2 separate regions of the Mus musculus genome follow, and region 1 is linked to region 2. Evidence: chromatin contacts called from public promoter capture Hi-C data. All regions are on one chromosome and are shown on one strand. The core of a region is the stretch at or near the end of the contact, and the rest is flanking DNA. Distances in the headings are between cores, read along the strand shown.

Region 1 (3,399 bases), core at 62-2,561, 230 kb after region 2:
CATCTAGGCTGGACAGAGCTGCGGAGTGCAGAGTTCAAGGACAGGGTGGGCGGGCGAGCAAGCCCGCCGCCCCGCCTGCAGCAGTGTGTCCCCGCGGGCGAAGGTGGGTCTTCGACCCTCAGTCCCCAGTGGGAACGCGCGCGCAGAGAAGAGCGCAGCAGCTCTGGAGGCTGTTACCCGACCCCTACCTTCTACTGCCAGCTTCTCGATGGCGCGGCGCTCCCCGCGGCTGCAGTGCGGGGGGAGACAGAAGCCGCGGATGCTGCGGCCTGTGCGCACTCGCGAGCTCAGCACGTAGTTGGGGTCCAGGTCATCGCCACCCTGGGAATACAAGGTGGTGGCTAGAGTGAGCGCCGAGACCCCTCTCCCCAGCACGCCCGGACCCTGATTCCCCGCACCTGCAGGTTGTCTGGGTTGAGGTCGGTCTTGTGCTCATCACTGGGCTGGTAGCCGCCGTGCCGCTCCTCAATAATGGGGTCGAAGAGGTCCTTGAATACGTCGTAACTCTCCTCGTCGCCCGCCACTGCACCCACAGTCATGATGTACGGGTGGCCTGGAGGAGGGGCGCGGCGACAGTGACGTCACCGTCAGGCAGGAGCAAGCCGAGGCTCTTAAGGCTAAGCGCGGAGAGGGGAACAGGGGACCCCAGCCCACCGAAGGTTCAGGGAAGAGCAGTGGGATCCTTGCCCGGGGGGCTTCTTGGGGAGGCGGAAGCCTGACGCTACAGGGGTGTGCATACCCGGATTGTCTACGCCAGTCTGAATGGCGTCGTCCAAAGTAAAGCCGCTCGGCGTGCACTTGGCACGGAGCTCGGCGTACAGCTCCGGGGTCAGCACCTTGGCCATATGGTTGTTGTGGCTGCTCAGATCAGGGAACTCATCCTCGGCCGGGAAGCGCAGCTTCTGCGTATTATGGCTGTTGGAGAAGGGCATGGCGGCGGCAGCGGGCTGCAGGGAAGAGCGGGGTCAGAGGAGATTTAAACACCGGCCGCCAGGGACCTGCAAACCACTTGGGACCCCCGAGACTTTCCCTGGACGCCACCAAGGTCAGCGAGGTCTGCATCGTCAGAGTCCAGCGCATCCCAAGTTCCCGGGCGGGTCCGATGAGCGCTCCCGGCAGCGAGGCTGCGCGTGATGCCCCGGTCCCGCACCCCACAGCGTAGAGCCCCGCAGGACTATACCCCTGGCCCTTGGACCCGCTCACCGGGATGCCGGACGAAGCAGGGGCGATGGATGCCTGTGCTTGCAGCTCCTGGCGCAGCGCAGAAGAACGACGGCTGCTCGCTGCTCCCTGAGCTCTTAAGGGGCGCGTCGCCGGCCTCCCATTGGCGGCTATTTATAGCCCATTCATTCCATTGGTCCGCGCTTTGGGGTGGTGCCGCCGCTTTGTCCGAGGCAGCAGCCCTTGACACCCCCAGCGGCCCACCCTAGCGGTCCCCAAGTCTCGACCCCGCTGCGCAGTTTGGCCACCCCGGTGGTGCTCGCACAGGATCCCTAAGACGAAACCCCAGAGCCATAGATATCCTAGACCTGCTTCACACACACTGCCGGGGGCAGGAAACTGAGTCTGGGAAGCCAGATGGCACTTGAGGCTCCTGCCTTCCCTGTCTCCTCAGGCCGACTGCGTTGTAGAGAGGGTCATGGTGAGAGTCCAGGTTTTTAACATTGGGTACAGCATCCAAACACCGCATCCAGGCCATATCCTCAAGAGCCACAGAGCCGCCGACCTTCCTCAAGGTGCCTGCGGGCATCTCCTGGGTGTTCTTGGTGCAACACCAGAGGCGCAGTCTGGCTGAGGTCCCGCCCGGAAGCACCCAGGGTGTTCTGACCTTGGGCGGGCTCTAAGGAACACCGCCAAGACCCTTGGACCCAGACCCTGAAAGATTCAAGACATTTAGTTCCTAGAGACTGTTTTTGAATCTCCAAATTCTCATCTCCTGTCCCTTTTCTCGGGGGACCGGTTTCTACCACCGCACCCACAAAGAACTCCCCAACACCGGCAGGCAAACTGGGGGTGGAGGAAGCACCAGTCAAAATTAAGCTCATTAATCAGATCCAACACATTGAAACAGTCTCTCTCCCCGTGCCACCCCCCCCCACACACACACACAGGGGAAACCTGGAATTTGACCACAGCCAGTGCCAGGTGTGAATTGGAATGTGTGAAGATAGGCGTTCGCACCTTGCCTGCTGCAGCTGCCAGCAGCTTCATCTTTTTCTGGAAAGTAATTTGGCAGTATTTGTTAAAAAATTTTTAAATTGCTCTATGACCTAGCATTCCCACTTCTAGGAATGCAGCCTACAGAAAGACGGTGTCCCTTCTCTACAAACAGATCAGGAAACGTGTAGAGGGAGAAAGTTTGGATTCGATCTGATGCTCATTAGGGAATGGTCGTGGGTAGAAAAGTGTGGTAGATGGTGCAGTTGATACAAATAGAGAGGTGAGGTCCTGCGTGGCGGCACACCCTTTCTTTTTTTCTTTTTCTTTTTTGGTTTGTTTGTTTGTTTAAGACAGGGTTTCTCTGTGTAGCCCTGGCTGTCCTGGAACTCACTCTGTAGACCAGGCTGGCCTCGAACTCAGAAATTCGCCTGCCTCTGCCTCACAAGTGCTGGGATTAAAGGCATGGGCCACCACGTCCAGCTGCAGCACACCCTTTCAATCCAAGCACGAGGAAGGCAGAGACAAGCAGATCTCTGTGAGATCCCTCAGGCAGATCCTTCCTCTAAAAAGAGAGTCCAGAACAGCCCTGTCTCAAAAAAAAATCAGTATCTGTGCTTTCATATTTAATGTTCACTCACAGCCACTCACTCACTCCTGGGCTAATAAAGCAAGAACAAGAGAAGCCTTCATCCTTGCATGTTTGACAGAATATCTTCAGTCATTTGTCTTTGACAGTTTCTCTCTCTAGCCTTGGAACTCACTTTGTAGACCAAGCAGGTCTCAGAGCTCTGCCTGCCTCTGTTTATCCACTTGTGGACTTAAAGGCATGCTCCATCCTGCTCTGAGGGATTGCAGTCCAAAGCCTAGCTTCAGAGAACTAATGGCACACTTACGCCCCAGAGGAAAAGAAGCTGAAGATGGCTTTGAGGGAGACTGCTCCCCCTGAGCCTCCAGCCACACATGAGGTGCTAGATGCAAGGAACGTGCAACAAAAAGTGCACAGGAGGCACAGGGACCCTGCCTTTCTGTGGAGGCAGGCTGCCTGGAGGAGCGAACTGTGTGAGGTATGACAGGAATTCCAGGCTGAGATAGAATGTGCAGGTGCCTGGGGAGAAGACTGGAGTGAAGAACTCGGGGCAGAAAGACTGCCTGCCTGCCTCTGCCTGGGTAGAGTTGAAAAGTCACCTCTGTTCTGTCCCCAGGGCTACTACAGAGACTCCTCCTGTTTTTCACTCACCT
Region 2 (3,421 bases), core at 642-3,141:
CTCAGGTGCCAGAGTCGGGGCTGGGATAGCAGTTTACCAGGTAAGCTGATCCAATGTTTCTATCCTGTGGGATCCATTTCTTGGCTGGATTGGGGCGGGGGTGTGGGGGGGACTATGAAAAATAGTTAAACTATCGCTGACCCCGAGAATCAACCGATCTTTGGCCCTCAGCTATCCAAATAGCCCTGTTTTCAAATTTCCTTTGTGTTGGGAAATTCACAGAGGACCTTTGACCCTCATCCTAAACTCTGACATGCAAGATGGGTGGCATTGGCTTCTACTGACTATGCTCTGAGCAAGCTGCTGTGGGCACCATGGGGCAAGAATGGAAGTCCAACATCTGTCCCACAGAGCCCATAGGCTCTGAACAGATGTGGGTTCTTGAAAGCCTGACTCCTCTGTCCCTCAATCCTACCTGTGGAGTTTCCCAACCATTTCCTTATCTGTTTGAAATCTGGAGCTGGATCAATAGAGCGGAGGCTGGATACTCTGGGGAGGTCATACGATGTGTCGAGAGGCCGCTAGGAGGTAGAAGGCTGGAAGTAGAAGGCCTGGGTTCTCATCCTCTTTCTATATTTGGATGGGATTGTGGGTACAGTCCTAGGGTCTTTGTCTTCCCTTGTGGAGCAGAGGCAACACCCAGCTTGGACCCTGGAGGCTCAATAGAAATATCACCCATTAGGACCTCAGGGAGAAGAGGAAGCGTGCGGTTTGAGTTTTGAGACAGGCTCTCATTGCGTAGCCCTGGCTACCTGGAACTTGCTCTGTAGACCAGGATGGCCTCAAACTCAGAGATCTGTCTGCTCTGCCTCCCAAGTGCTGAGATTGAATGTGTGCACCACTCCCGCCCGGCAGCCTTCTGTTCTTGCCTCCTACAACCTACCATGGTATAGGATGGAGGAGAGTCTTCTTAAACCTGGCACTTGGCCACTGCTCCCCAGGAGGAAGAGGAAGTTCTGGGTTTCCAGGGACAACCCCTTAACATAACCCACCCACTCAGCTGCCCTTCCCTCTTTCCTCAAAGCTCTGTGCTTAGACAGGCAGGGAAAGAAGAGAGGGCCCAAACAAAAGATGGGGAGGAGCCGAGCTCCAAGTAGAGGCAAAAAAGAAGCTGGTGTCTAGCAGGGAAATTCCTGAGTGAGCCCATCTTCCAGAGGGCAGAAATTCCCCTTTCTACACTAGCCTACAACCCCACCTTCCCCAAGGTGGGAAGACCCCCGAGAAAAGACCCCCGAGAAAAGGCCCGCAGAAGGGAGTGCTGAGGATCACCCCCAGCCCCATCCTGGAAAATCTTGTCACTGGGAGCCCTGGAGAAGGAGGCTCAGGTGAGGGCTGTCTGTCATTTCTGTGTAACCTCAGGATAATGATGAAGATGGGCCCCATCACTCAAGGCTTGGTGATGAGAGGTTTTGAGAGGTCCCACTACCAGTCGTGTGCCCAGCTGCCTTAGGACACCTCCTCCGGGAAGCTTTCCTTCCAGACTTTCAAGGACACAGGGGTGCTCAGAGCGGTAACAACACTTGGCAGAGGCGTTGAGATGGAAGAGGGCACTCCCCAGACCTAAGTAGGTGCTGACTGTGTGACGCGGGACAGAGGCTTTGTGCGTGCGCCCCTGCTAGGTAGCCAATCAGAGACCGTGGTGCGACAACAGCTCTCCGCTAAGCGGAACTCGTGGCTCCCTGTGCACGCACATCAAGACCACTCTTTCCAGGCTATTGGGAACAGCAAAGTGACCCCGCCCCTCTCTCTACCGGCCCGGCCCCGCCCCCAACACTGGACTCGCCGGGCCGAGGCGTCCGCCAGCGGATTTTCCGCGGTTGCGGTTGGTGGAGCAGGCAGAGTCTGGGCGGAGCCTGCGACTATTTTAGGAGGGCCCCTCCAGGGTCGGGACTAAGGCGTCCTGTCCTGGACACAGTAAGTGACCTCTGCCGCTGTGCCTCTGTCCCTGCCGCTCTACGTAGCTTCCCTTCCAGTCCTGACACAGAGTGTCGGACAGGATTCGCCGGGGGAATGGCCCTGAGTGGCCAAGGGGACGCGGGCGGGATATTTCGAGGTCCCTTGACCTCCAGCATACGCACTGCTAGGGACTTACAGGCGTTACTCTGAGCCCCTCACACCAGGGTCCGGAATCCCCGCGCGCAGCGAAAGTTTCTTAAGTGTTGTAGGGACTGGGACAAAAGTGAGGGAGTCTCGGGTTTACAAAAGGAAGGTCCCAGCACCCGCGGGACTCCCTGTCCGGATGATCTCTTGTGGGGCAAGAGTCAGTAAGTTAGTTGCAAGATCAGTGAGGTTCTCTGTGGTGTCTAGAATTGAGGGAGGTGACACCATCCAGCCACCAGATGCAGCCCTCCCATGTGTCTCTGAGACCCCTTCGTGCCTCTGCGGGCCCGGCTTGGTGATGCTTTAAACAGCATCTCATTACTCCTGCTGCCTTTCCCCTCTGCAGTCAGGGATACAGGGGAACTTGCTTTCTAAGGCCCACCCAGTGCCAGGCTTCTGATTTTGCCACATCCTCTGAGCAGCACTGAGAAAGGAGTGAGGGGAGGGCTCGTTCTCATTTTACAAACGGGAAAACCGAGACATACTGAGGAAGAATGTTGTTTAGCCCTAATCCTGGTGAGAAGTGTAGCTGAGCCCGCAGATGCTCCTCCCTTTTATACCAATAGCCTCTGACACTGAAGGGCAACTGGGGCCAGACATTCAGGTCAGCAGCTCCATCAGCCAGGCCAGCCCTTATGGGTGTTTGCCATGCGAGTGGGATAGGTTGGCACAGGCTTTAAAAACTGCCTGGCCCTATCTCAGGCCTCATGAGGTTAACGAGAGAGAGGGCTCTCTCTGCTCAGGGCACCTGGTGAGGATGATAAGAGCTGGGGTAGAGGAGCCCAGGCTTTCTGTCCAATCAGGGTGCTTTACCCATGCCCCAGTTATGAGATAAGCCCCTCAGGAATCTATCCCGAACCTGGGCAGTTGAGCTGGTGGAGGCGGAGATGGTGTGGGAAAGGGCCCTTAAAGTGTGTTGTGTTTGGGCAAGCACCTCCCCTCCGCAGTTTCCGGGGTTCTCCTTCGTGATGGTGGGTCTTCCCACTTGCCTTACCGGGAGCTGTTCCTGGATCACGCCAGGTCATTTTGAAGAAATGAAGCTACAGCTTGGGGTTTTTATCCTTGAAGGATGGGGCAGGGAAGCCACCTCCTGGTAATGGGTCACACCGTTTACCAGAAAGGCCCTCCTCCTGCCTGCTCCCTCCCTCCAGGCTAGCCCTGCTTCCTCGGGTGGTCTTCCTTGCTCTGACAATCCACACACACAGTCAGGGATGTGGAGGCCTGAGAAAAGCCAGTCCTTTGAGGGAGATGTTCTCTGGCCTCCAAGCTCAAGCTAGTGACCACAAGATTATTTTAAGCTAAATAACATACTTGCTGGGGA

What was found. Promoter capture Hi-C pulls out the DNA fragments that hold promoters and counts their contacts.
Region 1: a promoter capture Hi-C map of neural stem cells shows a contact between it and region 2. The contact joins the promoter of Ckb here to the promoter of Tnfaip2 in region 2. A contact is called at or near these places in 1 of 39 promoter capture datasets (neural stem cells), 3 of 115 datasets of contacts at active chromatin or transcription factors (T-cell acute lymphoblastic leukemia, embryonic stem cells and pancreatic cancer cells) and 1 of 9 other capture datasets (adipose tissue).

Annotation. Positions count from the first base shown.
Region 1 is chr12:111,671,027-111,674,425 of GRCm38.p6, forward strand. It overlaps Ckb (creatine kinase, brain), which reads right to left and starts at 1,312. Exons shown (of 8, transcript NM_021273.4): 1 at 1,204-1,312; 2 at 740-947; 3 at 399-553; 4 at 189-321; 5 at 1-18. The coding sequence starts at 932.
Region 2 is chr12:111,440,770-111,444,190 of GRCm38.p6, forward strand. It overlaps Tnfaip2 (tumor necrosis factor, alpha-induced protein 2), which reads left to right and starts at 1,892. Exons shown (of 12, transcript NM_009396.2): 1 at 1,892-1,914.